2 separate regions of the Triticum aestivum genome follow, and region 1 is linked to region 2. Evidence: chromatin contacts called from public Hi-C data. All regions are on one chromosome and are shown on one strand. Each heading gives the region's core, a stretch centred on a gene start, on an enhancer-like site or on the middle of the called end of the contact. The rest is flanking DNA. Distances are from core to core; before and after follow the strand shown. Region 1 has its middle 180 kb from the start of LOC123070226. Region 2 has its middle 150 kb from the start of LOC123070226.

The links. Hi-C and Micro-C count contacts between places; a contact is called where the count stands out from the background.
Region 1: a contact with region 2 is called in a Hi-C map of leaf, with 1.7 times the contacts expected there. The contact joins two enhancer-like sites. A contact is called at or near these places in 2 of 5 Hi-C or Micro-C datasets (leaf and root).

The regions. Positions count from the first base shown.
Region 1 is chr3B:435,145,447-435,150,062 of IWGSC CS RefSeq v2.1, forward strand. No RefSeq gene overlaps it. Among protein-coding and RNA genes, the nearest start is that of LOC123070226, 180 kb to the left of the region's middle. Within about 2 kb of position 1,770, at least 4 of the 8 cell types and tissues checked have an H3K27ac peak or open chromatin away from gene starts, as enhancers often do. A contact at or near this core is called in leaf, where this site is marked.
Region 2 is chr3B:435,109,082-435,113,743 of IWGSC CS RefSeq v2.1, forward strand. No RefSeq gene overlaps it. Among protein-coding and RNA genes, the nearest start is that of LOC123070226, 150 kb to the left of the region's middle. Within about 2 kb of position 1,475, at least 3 of the 8 cell types and tissues checked have an H3K27ac peak or open chromatin away from gene starts, as enhancers often do. A contact at or near this core is called in leaf, where this site is marked.

The sequences.
Region 1 (4,616 bases), core at 520-3,019, 37 kb after region 2:
CACACATGATCATCCCGACAACACTCAAACCGAGTACCACGACGACGGGCCGCACAGACCTAGAGCCTGCCTCCAAGGAGGCATCCTCACCGCCCACCATAACAAACAGGTGTAGTCGGAGCACGACAATCGGAAACTACCGACCATCCACCACCCGGCAACAACACATGTGTGATCGACCCGGGGAACACCAAATTAGACAAACCGAGCACCAAGCTTTTCAGTAGCGGTCGCTATCTCCACTATTGTGGCCGCAACAGAGGTAGCGCCACGCTGCCGCTATTAGTTTGGGATGTGCTAGAAATAGTGTGTTTGGCATGATTCAGGCGCAATAACGATTGTTAGGTTGCAGTTACGCCCGCAATCCGCAACATCATCCGATGTATACTTGCTTATTATTGTGTTGTATAATCTATTTTTATAACTGTCTCTTGCTTGCATGGTTCCGTGAGTGAATATTTTTCAGTTATAGTCTATATGCTTATAAAAATAATGATTGTTCAAATTATATGTCACATTTGTTGCCAATGATCTAGAAATATAGACAATAATCAGGGGCTGATCCTCTTGGGGACCAAACAGGGCCATGGCCCATCCTTTTTTCTTGACTTTCTTTGAGAATTTGATCTGGATTTGACCCAATAACAAAAGATGGCCCACTCAATAAGCTATTGGCCCGCCCTTGGCCTGTTCTTGGTTTTGTTTCATGCTCCGCCAGTGACAATAATCTCAAATGTATGAGTGCTTGATGAATTTTCTATGTGGACATAGCGTCCGAAATATCGCTCACAATTCGCATCCTGCATCACACTACCTCGACCCCAATCCGCAACTAGTCTGCTATTCTATTTGAAAGCCTGGGTAGCCTGGACCGAGAACTAGCCTCCACAACATCCTCATCGCCCATTTACAACACACCTAGAGTAAGTATCCGGCACACTAAAACCAGAAAGTATGGACCGACCACCCGCCATCAACAACGCATTAGAGATACCCAACATACTCGAGCTAGCGTAGGCTAATAGCCGAGTAAGGCACGACTATGCCACCAGAGCAACACCATGCCGTACCAACCGAATACCACGACCAGGGGCGGAGCTGGGATCGGGCCAAGCCCAGGCCCATGCCTGCTACAGTGCATCAACAGTGTTGCTATAGTGCCTGAGATAGTATAGCCAACACTGGGTGTAATCAGCACGCCCGAGGCCCAGGGCCCCCCGGACTGGGTCCTGGATCCGCCACTGACCACAACGGCGGCCCGCACATACCAAGAACCAGGCTCCACAGTGCCGTCCTCGCTGCCCACCGACGACACATCGAGAGTGGCCGACACAATGCATAAAAAAACTAAGACCGTCCACCACCCCAGCAACAAGGCACGAGAGGTACCCGGCATAACCCGACCCAACATAGGCCAACAATCGAGTAAGGCGCGGCTACGCACACAGCGACCAACCGTAGGAAACGTGCACGCATGAGCAGTGAATAAACAGTACAAAAAGGTGGCCCCGAGAGTGCCCGCGGCCCACGGATCATGGACCTACGAGGCTATGGAGGAGGTGAGTGAAGGATAACTCGATCGAACGGTTCTTAAAGGCGCCAGGCAAGCACTGGCTTTGTCACTGTAGTGCCCATCTCCCTGTCATCACTTTTTTTTTTGCTTTCGTGGTTGTGCCCACTAGTCAGCCACCCATGTCTCTTGCATGTGTCCGCTTCCTCATTGTCGAATGGGCAAAGCCATGGCCCTCCACACGTCGCAGTTATATTGACATCGCCACTTGTCAACTAGACATGTCTGCAATTTTCTTTGCCTTCTCAATCTAGTTGGTCCACATGGGCGCATGCGATGCGAGATCGAATCAGCATGTGGCCTACCGATACTACTTATGATAAACTTTGCAATCACCAATAGTCATTTGAACTGTACTACTTTTAGAAAGTCCAAGTCTCTCTTGGACCACGATGAAACCAACCTCTATCTCCATGGACCATTCCTTGATGATTGGGAGGTAACCATGCATCTTTTTTTCTTCTTCATGCCAGGAATAAGGATCTCGAGCCTTCATTTCTTCGCTGTGAGCTGAGGATGACTGGTGCCTGCCTTGCCGCTTATCTTGTCCAATTACAAGGAGTACATCATCATGATGATAGAATACAGATGCTGATATTTGCACCACACGTTCACACTTTATACGAGCATAAGGAAGCACCGGCGTGCATGGCAGTGAAAGCCGTACGTCAGCTTGCGACATCCACAAGTTATACCCTTTCTAGAGCAATTTCTACCAGTTAATTAGCATCGCTTTGGATAATCCAGAACAATTCCAGACGAGAGTCCAGAAGAAAGATCTAACAATCAGGCGTGAGAACAAACTTGAAGGCGTGTCGAATTAGGAGTGATTGAGGAAAACGAAAAGCTAGCGCCAATAGTTTTTGCTGCTGGCTTCACAGAAGATGCATGCATGGTCAATTGGTGCACATGTAACGATCGATCGCGACCTAGTTGAGCTCCATAAAGTGATTGGCCGACTCCATCATATCGAAGGAAAGGCATGTGAAGCTGCACTTGCTATTAGCAAGCGTGCATGCAAGGGAGGCAGACACCTTGGCTTCTTCCATTACTGCACATTACAAGTAGAATATATTACGCGTCTCCATGGAATCTTCTAATATATTCTCATTAAAACATCCAAATAAAGATAGAAAAAATTAGGCATGTGCCGCTATCCAGTTCTGATATTGGATGACTGCCACTAAATTTTACGAAATTGTGTTTACGCCCCTAATGATTGCACGCGCCTTCTCTGCGAGTTGTCGTCAGGTCAGCCCGCGTCTCCGTCTCTTTTAACTCTTTTATCCGTTGTGGACCCATCACTTGTTTTTTTTGTTCATTGTTCCCATCACTTGGTATGTCCACTGCAACAACGATCTTACGTGTTTGTCCGTTCCATCTGGTGTGTTGTCCACCGTTGAAGGGACGGGATGGCACCTTCACCTCATGCGCCCTCACCGCCCCTCTGCCGCTTGCCCTCGCCCTTGCATCAGCCGCCGTGCCGCTCTTCCCTAGCCCTCGTGTCAGCAGTTTATCATGTGTCATCACTGTTCCTCCTTATTTTCTCATTTTTATACTGATCGCAAATTATCGTGTTATTTTTCAAAAAAAAAAATACATGAAGAAATTTTAACTTGATAACTATGTGCATGATTTTTTCGAAAAGAAAAATCAAAACTTAGATTTTTTTTTTGCTAAATCATATAAAATGAGTATATCAAAACCCAAGTTGCCCCGCAAAAAAAACATGGGTGTAGTATTTTATGAGGTCCTAACACGGGATGGTGGGTTTGGCAAACAAGAGAATTCATAGATGCCCAAATAGACTGCATTATCCCGATGCAAGGATAGACTCGCATAAACACGATTTGCAAGTTCGTTTTTTTAGTATTTGGACAATACTATGATTTTTTTTAAGAATCACAGTTTCAATAACTTTGAGCTATTTGTCATCAATAAGTACTACTGTTTATATTCCAGCAAAAAAACTATTGCCGGCGTTACATATTTTTTTGATGTGGCACGAGCCACCAACGGTCATCTCGCCCCCAAGCTCCGGCCGCCGCCAATGAGCCAATCCACGGCCGCCGCATCCCACGCCGACAGTCCCATCCCCAGCCCGACCCGCCGGTACTTCGCTCCGAGGTCCGTTGGCCAGATAACGCCCTCAGACGGCACAGTTTCGGTTCGGCTACTTCGTTCCGCATGTGTGCGGATGTGCCCCTTCGGAGCCGCTCGCGGCCAACTTCCGTCGATTTGGAGCCGGACAGTGACGGATGGGTCCAGGTCCGCAACCGTCGTCGCTAGCCCCGTTATGAGGCGGCCCCCGCCGTCATCACCATGCTAGCTCCAAGCTTTGGATTCCCGGGTGGCTTGTGGGTAGATGCTTTAAATGCCTGGACGAGGGGCACCAGAAAGCGAAATGCTCCGGCGAAATTCGCTGTCATAAGTGATGGGTTTCGAGACATCTTGCCCGTGACTGCACTCTTTTCCCAAGCTCGTCGTATCCCAACACCCTCCGCACCCCAGATCCAGAGCCAGCCAAGGCCACCCTTCGCGCGACACCGCCCGGCATCAATTACCCTCTGCTCTGGCACATCGCCCCCAGCAATGCCCACCGCCGCCACTCAACATGGCGCACTACCCGCCGCTGGCCCACCAGCGCTTCCCTAGTGAGCTCCTCACCCACGGAGACCCGGATCTGCGGCCAGCAAGGGGCAGCGGCATTATCTCGCGTACGACGGGCATGGAGGCGCTCGAGGCGGATTTTCGCAACAGGGCGCTGCTCGCCACAGTGGGGGGCAGGAGGCGCGCGATCTCCCCAGAGGCCTTGGTTAAGTCCCTCGCCAGGATCTGCGGAGTCGAGAGGAGGCATGTCAGGGATGAGGTCACCCACCCGGCTGACTTCTTCATCACTTTCGCCTCCAATGCGGACTGTGACAACGTCTTCTCCTTCTCCGGCAAGTTGTGATGTTCAGGCGCTCCTATCTCTTTTCAGAGGTGGCATCGGTGTGCCCAGGCCACCAGCAGCAAGTTGGAATTCTTCTGCAAGCTCGGGATTGAG
Region 2 (4,662 bases), core at 225-2,724:
CAGCTCATTACATTCCTTCTCTTGCAACTATCATGGCGACGATCGGCCACCTCCGCTCTGCTGCAACTCGATCGCTTGCTGTGCCAAAGATCAAGATCTCGCGGCCTGGTGATACCTTTGTGGGTTCCACTACATCTACATGCTAGTACCAACAGAAACAGGCCGAGGAAAAACGTTGGATGATTTGAGATTTTGGGGGCCCGGGGCAAGATACCAAAAGGGGGCCATACGACTACATAAATACTTTATGTTTTTTCTATTTTAATTGCAAATAAATAGTAACTACACTATAGATAGTAAATTCGAAAATTGCTAGAAAAAACAAAAAATGAATTTATTTTTTAATATACATAGTCAACCGGTATACTCTCATATGAAGTTTCACGAAGAAATCACATCCGTGATAACCTGGGAAAAAAATGAAAAAATCAAAGCTAATCGAAGCTATATTAAAAAGACTGTTTAATGAATAGTATGGTCGCATTTGTATTTTCTTCACTAAAAATACCATGGGTGTCAATACATCATGAAACTTCACACGTGAGTACAATGATCGACTAAGGTTCATACCGTGAAATTTCAGAATTTTTTAATTTTTTCTAGTATTTTTTATGAATTTACTATCACGTGGGTGCGATCGCACCCATGTTCACCTTTGTATTTCGAATAAAATCTTGCTAAATTAATAGCACTCTTGCTAATTAGTAAACAAACATATGACAATAAATTAAGAAAACTGCTAATGAAAAAAATGCTAAGGAAGAGGCATGGAACAAGGTACCTGGATGGGTAGAACACTAGGAATTAGAAGCTTTTGCTGCTGCTTACGAGTCACAAACAGAAATCCGAGTTCCCTTTTTCTATTCCCTATCAATACAAGAAACTGGATTGTGAGAAAGAGATATGTACGAGGAATAACTTCATGAACCGAACAATCTGACAAGATTATATAAAAGGGAATTGGCGTTGAAGAAGAGGTTGATGGAATCTTAAAAATTGTATTACCTTTCTCCACCAATCGTGTCCAGCAGCAGAAAATCACAATTAGACGACACGGCAACAAGCAGTTGACCTTGCCATTTGCATAGCTGATTCATTGACAGGTCTGAAGGAGAAGTAGAAAGACAAGAAGACCACGCGCGTGACGCAAGGCCAGAATTGACGGATCTGTTACAATTATTTCCCTTTTTTGAGAAAAAATCAGTCAATCTGTTACGTGGGAAAATACTCTTTCCTAAACATCACAACGTAAAAATCAATCATGGGAAAGAATACTTTACCATTTTGAGAATCAGTCGATCCGGAAAGGATTTTTTGTTTCCTAAGAATGGCATTTCTTTCCTAAAACATAACACACGCAAGGGACATCGGGGCCCTTCCTACTCGGGGGCCCGGAGCGGCTGCCTCCACTGCTCCCCCTCAGGGCTGGCCCTGATGGTTTGGTGCGTGACCTCAACGAGGGGAGCAACTTAGCTATCAACGGCAATAATGCAGCATATGTACACATGCCCGTGGGCACCGCGCAGACTTCGCAACGGCAATAATGCTCGTGGGTCGTGAGCGGATCTTCGGGCAGCCACGGGTAGGCTCGCCACATGGTCGGTTATTAGCTAGAGCCTAGATTTGCACTTAAATGGCACTAGGATGCAGTCGGTCAGTGGGTTGGTGCGGTTGTTGTCCGTCTCCTTCTTCGATATACTTCTCGTCTGCTTGGGTGGCTGGCAGAAAATCTGTGACTTTCAACGGGAAGCCAAGCCCGCCAGGAGCAGGTCGACACATGCGTGAAATCGATCGGACCGACGCGACCCGTGCGCTGAAGCTTCTTGACGTCGACGGGACCACGGACTCCTTCCTACTCCGCGTCGTCACTGTTATATACAGGACGGGCCGAGTAGTACGTACTGGTTAACTTTGCCATCGACACGTCTGGTCAGTTATTATTAAATCTGACAGCTCAATTTTTTTAACTCAATAACTAATGCGCCATTAGTCTGGCAAAAGGACGAGCACACATGACATACTGACATCCAAACAGGCACTTTGCAACTATGGTTTATGCAAATACGTTCCTCGTTATTGCCTCCTCTGGCTGCATCATGTTCTACCGGAGGCTAACGGAACGGATCCTCTAACATAATAAAGAAAAGTCATGATACTACAGTGCTAGCCTAGTGTAAAATAAAGAATGAAAATTAGAGACTATTAGTAGGTAGTTAGCAGGTTGTTTACTGTTAGTATTTACTGTAGATGTAAATAATTTGAAATTCATTTTATTTCATCATCAATTTATTTATATGTAATTACTATAAATGTACAGTAGATCATCAATTTGTGAATTAATTTGAGTCATTTTAGCCTTAATCATATGAATAAAGGATCCAGTTCCATCCCGAGGCTAACATGCTCTTTGCCGTGTCGTTTTTCACCCACGGATTAACTTTTGTTCTATAGTAGGTTATTGTAGTCTGCCTTGTTGTTTTGGTTTTATCTATGTTGACTTGGATTTTAATTATGTTCTTATGATATTATTATTTTCATTAATACATCGTTGGACCGTTGTTGGAGATGGTATTTGGTTTGAGAGGAGATTCCAGTTGTTCGGTGCGTGGTTGTAGTGTCTTTACACGATTTGGCTTTGGTGCGAGCCGACGGTGGTTGTGTGAGCCTCCTAGAGGCTCTTATTTCACGCTAAATTATAAAATTGCTGCCATAATATTTACATGGGCTGACTCCTGCTTTGCGCGCTCGCTTAGTTTTTCATACGCTTGCTGCCCTGCTGCAGAAAAAGCCGGCTATCATGTTTTTTATTTGAAAATGTTCATTAACAAGATTAAATAAATCTTGGGTAAAGCATGAATTTTACAAAAATGTTCGCAATTTCAAAAAATATCTATGAATTTGAAACAATGTTGGTGAATCTAAAAAATGGTTTATTTTTTTTAAAACACAGACTTAAAAATTCTGGTGAACTCATATTCATAAAATTTAAAAAGGTTCTTGAATTTGAAAAAACATTGATTTTTAAAAATGTCCACAATTTTTTTAGATGTTCATGAATTTTAATAAATATTCATGTATTGAAATGTGAAAATAATGAAAAACAAAATAAGAAGAAATAACAAACATGTAAGGAAACAAGAATAAAACTAGTGAGATCGGTACAAAAACATAGAAAATAAATAACACAAGAAACTAGGCAATATCTTCTCAAAATCGAGAAAACAAGTCGGCCCATTACTACTAGGTGTGTTTTACTCTCAATCAGTAGCCCACACACTTACAAGCGGAGCCCATAGCAACCCATAGCGGCCGATGCACTATGATGCTCCTGATCTAGAGAGCTTAGTATCTTAGAAGATTTCATTCTTGTGCATTGCTATACGTATGATGAATTTTGTAATGATATATCTACGAAGTTTCATAACAACCATTGATTGATTTGGTCTCAAATCATCTCATATTGTTACTCCCTTTGTTCGGGTTTATTAGCCCCCTCACATTTACTATGAATTTGCACAATAGGATACAAATTATATGTACAAAATCGATATCAAAGAAAACTTCATTTGAATACAAATCAAACAACATAAGTTTTATGACATATATATTATATTTTTCAAATCAAATCTACGGTCAAAGTCTAACCGAAAATACAATGGGCCTAATATACCGGAACAGGGTAGTAGTTATGTTCCTTCTTACTCGCTTCACACTCAATCCCCTTTTTCTTCATTTAGTTGTATGTCACCTCATTGTCGGAGTAATGGCCACGGGTAGGCTCATCCGAGTCCCTGAATTTATCAAGACTTTGGGCCAGCTCCGCCTAGCTAGACCCCAAGCTGAAGCTCCGCCCTCTGGGATCCGGCTGGCTCAACGGCCGGCTGCCAGAGGGCGGCCAACCCAAGCCTACGGCGCTCCGAGTGGCCGGCTCCTTCCGGCCGGCCCCTAGAGAGGGCGGCATCGGGCAGGTGGCCACCTCGCGGCTTCGGTGCGGCCGAGCCCCCCATCGAGAGTACGAGCGGGAGCATGGCTACAGTGAAGCACGTCGCCCTGACGCACGGGACAGGCATGGCTACAGTGCTCCGTACAGGCGGAGATCTCCACACGGCGGGGCACTGTGCCATGTCTCCCCTGACGTCACCCCAAGCAGGAGGAACTCTGTTCCCCATGACGGCCTGTCGGTACGGCTTGCCAGCCGCTGGCCCCACCGGGCAGTAACCTACCAGAAGACGGCGTACGCCCGGCCAGTCGGGCGCGGGAGGGGCCGGCCTCCAGCAGGCGGCCGTCCCTCGTCCCGAGGCAAGCACGCTATTAACCTGATGAGACCAAGCATGGCTACATGAACCTCCCGTCAGCCGGCGGGACTGTAGCCACGATAAGATGACCAAGCCCTCGTCATGGACGGCACGACCACAGTAAGCAGCCGTCAATCAGGCGGCAGGGCCCACCAGGCGGCCGGCCCCAGTAGTCGGCGGAGAAGCCGGAGGCTAGAGACACTGACAGACGGGCGCCAGCAGCCGGCCCAATTACCATTGTACCCCTGGGGGGCAGGCCTATATAAGCCCCACAGGTCACCCATGCAAACGGTTCCAACTCTGATAGAACTAGCCACTTACCTAGGGCAGGAGGAGCTAGCCTTGCCTTCTCCTACCTCTAGACACA